Regions from separate parts of the Mus musculus genome. Here region 2 is linked to region 1. Evidence: chromatin contacts called from public promoter capture Hi-C data. All regions are on one chromosome and are shown on one strand. The core of a region is the stretch at or near the end of the contact, and the rest is flanking DNA. Distances in the headings are between cores, read along the strand shown. Region 1 has its middle 6.4 kb from the start of Gm33742. Region 2 overlaps Ypel2 (yippee like 2).

Region 1 (3,396 bases), core at 325-2,824:
TGGCATTGTCAGGCAGACAGAGAAGAAGGTCAAGGACTTGCTCCTGGACGTTTTCGGTGGATCCGCTGTGCCCTCCCTAAGTACTTCTGACAGATTGATTTCCTCTGCACAGGAGAGTCACATTTTGAACTTTGGTTTCTAAAATACATTAAATCATACTTTGGCTTCTCGGGGGCAGGAGGGGCTGTGCATAATGACGACTCATTTGCTTCTTGTCTCATCTAAGGAAATTATCTCTTCAAAGCGATCAGGTGCTTCTGACCTGTTCTTAAGTGTCGGTATTTTTGAGCTAACTTAGGAAGTGTGTAGGATAATTGTTAGCACTCAAGAGGACCCAGTTCTAGCCTAGTGTTAAAATCTCAGAGATGCACAGATGCCCCCTTTCTTTGTGGAGGGAGGAAAAGATACTTGTGCATGCCAGGATTGCTGCTAGAAACCTCAGGGTGGACGGCAAATTGACAGCTCCTGTCATGGATCAACAGTCAGAAGCCAAGCATTCTACTGTGTAGAAATAGCCCAAAGCAGCCCCCTCCTCCTGTGTGTGAGGAGTTACGTGTGCGAGTGAGCACGTGATGAGTATACTGGCTAGAGGTCCATGTTGGGGTCCTTCATGGTTCCTCCCCCTACCCCCAATTTTACTTTATGTGTATGAGGTTTTTTGTTTTGTTTTGCTTTTTTGTTTGTTTGTTTGTTTGTTTAGGGTTTTTTTTTTTTTTTTTTTTGCCATTCAGGCCTCTACACCATGTACATGAAGTTCCCACAGTGTCCAGAAGAGGGCACTGGATCCCCTGGGACTGCAGTTACAGATGGCTGTAGGTGCTGGGAATTGAACCAGGCAGGTCTTTGGGAAACACAGGCAGTGCTCTTAACCTTTGAGTCATCTCTCCAACCCCCTCCACTTTCTTTTTTGAGACTGTGTCTCTTCCTGAACCCACACCTCACCCATCCATTAAGACTCACTGGCCAATGAACTCCAAGGATCCGTCTGTGTCTTCCTTCCTAGATTTCAGACAGGTGCTACCACGCTTGACTTTTTAAGTGGGTGCTAGGGATCCGAACTCAGACCCTCACATCTGTTTAGCAAATACTTTACCAAACTGAACCACCTCCCCAGCTGGTCTCTGCCTCTTTTTGTTTATTTGTTTTGAGATTCACTGCCCTCAGACTTACTATGTAGCTGAGGCTGGCCTCAAACTCCTGATTCTTCTGCTGGGGAATATACAGGTATATGTCATCGTATCATCATATCTGACTTTATCATTTCCCCACAGTTTACCTAATTTTTATCGGTTTGCTTGTGGAAGCAGTAAAAGGTGGCATGTACCAAAAGCAGTCCTCATGGGGAGAAAGAAACCAATGTATTATTTGTACCAGGCATGAGGCTAAGGCCATATGCTAGTATTCATTCAGTGCTCTCAAAAATGTCTCCAAATAAATTTCCTTATATGTTTCATTTTATGGATGCAGAAGTCGAGGTTTAGAGGGCAAATTCCAGGTTCCTAACCACCCAGACTGTCCCTGCGTCTCTCTAGGGTTGGACTCACCCGCAGGCTTTTCTGTGGCAAGAGTAACCCCCCTTACCTCCACCAGGTTGCACTGTAACTCTGCTTACCTGAGTTCTGCAGCGTCCCTTTGCCTACATGCATCTAAGTGCAGGTTTCTTGGCCCCACTTCTGTGAGCTTCCAGCACCACTGGTTTCCCTGAGGATGGAGCATGGCTTGCTCCACTATCTACAAAGGTTAGCGCACAGCAAGACAAGCACCCAGACTAGCTCCACGCAGCCAGGCAAAGCCTGTTCCGAGAAGAGCACGCTCCACTCGGAGACAGTCTGCTCAGGCTTGCAGAACAGTGTGTTAGGACAGGGATACGGACGGCTGGGGATGTAGCTCAGCGTCTGAGTACTTGTCCAGCATATATCAAGCCCTGGGGTCAAGTCACAGTAGCAGAACAGCTTTTAAAAAGTGGGGGCCTACAGTCTGGGAGGGGGTGGGAGCTAAAGATGGAAATACATCCCTGATGGGGAGCATGTAACTGGGCAAGCCTCATGCTGGGATAAAAGGCACAGCCCAGAATATCAAGGGCTCCCTGTGACGGAGTTCAGTAGGGAGAAATTCAAGAAGGCTTGATATTTAAGAATCAAGCCAGGCCAGGAATGATGGCATACACCTACAATCCCAGCAGTCAGAAACCAAAGGTAGAAGACTGGTGAATTCTAAGGCAGCCTAGGTTACATAGCAAAATCCTGTCTCAAAACAAATAAGAGGACAGGTGTCATAGAGGGGTCTTTCTCTGCCTATACCCCTTTCCTTGGGCTTGAAGGCTACTCTCTCCAGATCACATGTAAAATTCCTAAGCCCCAGCAACCCACTACATGTCCCGATTTGGAAATATAGCTGTTATAGACGAAAATGGTTCAGGCATCATGAAGGTGTCCCTGTTCTCAGAAGGTCGGATGGCTCTGTGGTTAAGAGCACTGGCTGCTTTTCCTGAGGACCTGAGTTCAATTCCCACCACCCACATGGCAGCTCACAGTTGTTGATAACTCCAATTCCAGGAGATCCAGTGATATCTTCTGGCCTTAGTGGGCACCAGGGATATACATGGTCCACAGGCATACATGCAGGCAAGACACTCTTGCACACAGAATGATAAAATAAAATTTAATTTAAAACCAAAAAAGAAATTCAGACACACACAGAGAATATCGTGTGAGGAGGAAGGCAGAGAAAAGAAGGGAACATCCATATGCCAAGGGGTGCCACAGCTCACCAGCAACCCCAGAAGCTATGAAGAGGAAGGGAACAGCTCCTCTTGGCCCTCAGAAGAGACCCACCCAGACGGAACTTTGATTTCAGACTTTTGGATTCCAGATCTAAGAGACGATACAACTCTGCTATTGAAGCCAATCAGCTCGTGGTATTTGGGTCAGTAGCCTTGCAGACTAATGAATCCCTTTTTTCTAAAGAGGTACCCCGTTCCTCATTGCCTCTGACCAATCTAAGTCCTGGTTTGCTAACCCTAGCCTCAGAAAAGCTGAAGTTGTGGGGAGCTTTCCAATAAAAATCTCATATTTAGAGCTCTCGTAAACAGGGGCACTCCCAGGAAGCCAGAGGACAGTGAAGGGGGTTAGTTCCATTTACAGTGGAGAATGTTCCAAGCCCCCAGGACTCCCTCTCCCCTCCCCCCAGAAGCACAAGGTCTAAGAGAAAGGGGTCTCTAAATAGAACTGGGTGTCAACTCTCAGGGAATGCAAATATTCAACTCCAAGCCTGGAGCATGGATGTCACTTAATATGGCTCACAAAGTCTTTGTTCTCTTTGTCGACAGTCAGGAGTGTTACCAACTTGCCTTTAGTTAATCTGATAAAGGCAGCCAGTTTCCATGGTTACCTCTAA
Region 2 (3,396 bases), core at 619-3,118, 99 kb before region 1:
CCAGTATCTTCCTGCCTCAGCTTTCCAAATGGCAGTTTTACAGCATTGCCACACCCACCTTAGTGGACAAGTGAGAGCTTGGTGTAGGGACAGGAGAAAGCTGTACTAGACTTGGAGGCAGCAGGGAATGTCTACAAAAGTCTGAAGGTGTGAATGTGAGCCTAGTGTGTTGGAACCACACAAACAGTTCAAGTTGTCCCATCCAAAGCAGTTATCATTGTGTTTCTGCTGAGCACTGAAAATACTTAGTTTCATTTGTAGATTGTGTGCCAGCCCTAAAAAAAAACACTGGGTCATCTCATCTCACACTTAGACGGAAACAAGGGTCAGCGATTGAGGGGCTTGCTAGGTATTGCCCAGCTAGGAAGGAATAGGACTCCCTCTTGAGTTTCTAGAGCTCACTGTTCACCTTTCTATATAAACAACAGCACAGGCGCGTGTTAGGGACAGCCCTGTCTTTTCTGTGGTGTTTTCTCTAGCGGCCAGTTTTTGAGGCTGTTGTGCGGTGCCGCCTGGCTTCCAGGTCACCTCTCAGGTTCCTTATGGCTTAACTAACGAGTACATGCCACTCTTCCCAGTGACACCTGGGAGGTTCGGTTTTGAATTTCAGTGTCTACTGTGACTCCCCGTGGGAATGGCCTGTCAGTCAGGAGGGGCCGCCAGGCTCAGCGTGTGTCCCCCATGCCGTTGGCTCTCGAGGTTGTGATATAGCTAAGATCTTTATTTTTAATCATAATACTGCTCATTTTCTTTCTGAAGCGAGCAGCATGAGCCAGCTGCTGCTGGTAGAAAAGTCTCCCTTTAGTCTCTACCGTAGATTATTAGTTCACTTAAAATGCTGTTTAAATTGTACATAAGCCCCGAGGCTTTTGATTATCGTTGGAAATCAATTGGACTTCACAAAATGCTCAACAGGTTGGACTCTTGATTCCATGCATGCCATGCCACCATTAGCAGGGACCAAAGTTCAGAAATTAAAACGTGCTGAGTTCTGTGACCCTGCATGCATAATTCCTTCCTCCTCAGGAAAATCAATGCAATTCTCTTTATTGAAAATTAAGCAATTTAAATCTCCCTTAAATGATGTGATGGCTGCTCTTGGTTGTCAACTATATCTGGGATTAAAACCCAAGTGACTAGGTATACCTGTGAGGGGTCTCTTTTTTTTTTCTTTTCTCTCTCTTCCCTTCTCTTTTCTCTCTCTTCTCTCTTCCCTTCTCTTTTCTCTCTTCTTTTGGCCAGACAGGATTTCTCTTGTGTAGCTTTGGCTATTCTGGAACTCCCTTGAACTCACAGAGATCCAGCCTGTCCCCATCCCCCTGTCTGCCACACCCTCCTCCCAAGTGTTGGGATTAAAGGCATGTGCTACCACCACCCAGCTAGGAATTTTTCTTAATTTGAAAATGGGAAGACCCGATTTAATCTGGATCCACGCCTGCTGGAAAAGCCCATAGAAAGGTGTGGCATAGGCAGAAGGTCAGCCGAGACATTTGCCTCTGAATGTCTCCTGGATTCTTGGCCCATCTGTGAGTAGATGGCCAATGTAGGGCTAGCTGGACCAGATCCTTTGAGCCCCTCCAATCCCATGTCGGCTTTGCTACTTAAGAACCCTGACTGCTACAGATGGGAGGAACGCTGGCTGGTTAGTTGATTTCCTTCCCCCTCTTCATCAGGTCTGGTATTGATCTTTGTTTTCTATTTGGCCTGTGGTTTCCCATTGGATACAGAATGCCTCTTGCCACTGCCTTGACATCCTTGCAAGGTGTTTTATTTTAGAAGGAGGAGAAGCATGCACGTGGGTGTGCAAGCGCTGAGGTCATAGGCATCGGATCCTCTGAAGCTGGGGTTGCAGGCTGCTGTGAGCCATCTGCTGTGGGTGCTTGCAGCTGCCTGTGCCAGAGCAGTGCATGCTCTTAACTGCTGCTGTCTCTGGCCTGGTCTCACTACCATTCTTGCCTTTCTTCTAGGTCTTTCCAGCTTGTCTGGACCAGTTTGAACCCAGAACTACTAATACTTTCTACCTGCTTGTCTCCCTTCCCCAAAGAAGTCCCTTTTTTAGGATGCTTGTGAAATTACTAAAGAGGAATAATTCAGGGCGTGACAGGACACACCTTTAATCCACTTGCTCAGAATTCCAAACCTTTTGAATCTCTGAGTTCAAGGCCAGCCTAATTTACCTGGCAAGTCCCAGGCCAGCCAAAGTCATGTAGGGTCCCGTCTCAAAACCAAACCCACCCATGGCCCAATTCTTTTCAGGGTTTTTCAGTACCTTGCAGCCTGGGCCATTACTTATATGGTAGCTCAGTCTTGGTGAGGCACATTACGCCGGTCTATGTGACTTACTCAGTACTTAAGATGCCACAGATCTTTATTCTGTAGACAGAGCTGTGAATTCAGTGTTTGTGAATTCAGGGCATAACCAGGAACCTCTGCTTTTTTTTAGGCTTCCTACAGAGGAGCGGTGAGAAAAGAAATAATTCTACTCCAGGGAAATGCATAATTGAGAGGCTGCCTGCGTGCTTAAGAAAACACACCGCGTGGCCTCTCTAAAGCAGAAAGGCCGCCCGAGCCATTGCTTTCCTTTCTCGAGCTGCTGTTTGTGTAAGACCTGGGTTCGGTGCTGCTCATCCTGGCCACCGGGCAGCCCCGGCTGTGGACTTAGCATCTGGCTTAGACAGCTGGTAATGGTGTTGCACACTTCTAATCCCAGCTCTAGGGAACAGAGGCAAGAAGTTCCAGGCCGGCTTGGGCTATGAAGAGAGCAAACAAACAAAACCCAGACCAAACAAAAAGAACTCCCACCGTCTAATAAAACAGCGGCATTTGGTGTGAACTTCGGCTGAATGCTGCTTCCATGTCTCTATGTCCCCTTCTGGAATTTTTGTCCTTGCTAGCAGCAGAATTGGGGTGTTGGAAATATTGAGCACGTGCCAGGAAACCCAGTGGAAGGGCAGGGAATGGTAACTTAGCCCTTTCACCTTTGAGCCTTTGCTCACTGCAGGCCAGCTTGGGATCCAAGGCATCCGCTGTGGCTGTGCCTAACTCTGAGGCACAGTGTATGGTGTCATTTCCCACCTCTGCCTCCTGCCAGCATTTCTCTGTGTAACCCAATTCCTCATCCTGAACAGGTGGGAGACTGAGCAGGGAAGACATTGTGCCCTGGCCCCTGTGGGTTTGAATCTGAATCCCTTTAGAAATTAGACAAGTCACATGAGAGATGTGTGTTACACTTGGAGCCTACTTGGCTCAAGGGTGCTGTGGAGACGTATAAGGGCTAGTAGCCACTCTTGTCTTCATTATAGTGCTAGGCAGTGGTATTATCCACTCCGAAAGGTTGAGAGCCCCAAAGGCTGGTGTGGAAAGAATGAAAGGCAGGTTGGTGGGGACAGGGTATGC

What was found. Capture Hi-C pulls out chosen DNA fragments and counts their contacts.
Region 2: a promoter capture Hi-C map of pancreatic islet shows a contact between it and region 1. The contact joins two enhancer-like sites. A contact is called at or near these places in 1 of 15 datasets of contacts at CTCF or cohesin (the NIH/3T3 cell line), 1 of 484 Hi-C or Micro-C datasets (bone marrow-derived macrophages), 5 of 115 datasets of contacts at active chromatin or transcription factors (embryonic basal ganglia, embryonic stem cells, extraembryonic endoderm stem cells and 1 more) and 3 of 9 other capture datasets (adipose tissue, liver and pancreatic islet).

The regions. Positions count from the first base shown.
Region 1 is chr11:86,873,304-86,876,699 of GRCm38.p6, reverse strand. No RefSeq gene overlaps it. Among named protein-coding and RNA genes, the nearest start is that of Gm33742, 6.4 kb to the right of the region's middle. Within about 2 kb of position 1,574, at least 23 of the 459 cell types and tissues checked have an H3K27ac peak or open chromatin away from gene starts, as enhancers often do. A contact at or near this core is called in pancreatic islet, where this site is marked.
Region 2 is chr11:86,973,058-86,976,453 of GRCm38.p6, reverse strand. The region is part of intron 1 of Ypel2 (yippee like 2); the gene reads left to right. Among named protein-coding and RNA genes, the nearest start is that of Gm51915, 8.0 kb to the left of the region's middle. Within about 2 kb of position 1,868, at least 37 of the 459 cell types and tissues checked have an H3K27ac peak or open chromatin away from gene starts, as enhancers often do. A contact at or near this core is called in pancreatic islet, where this site is marked.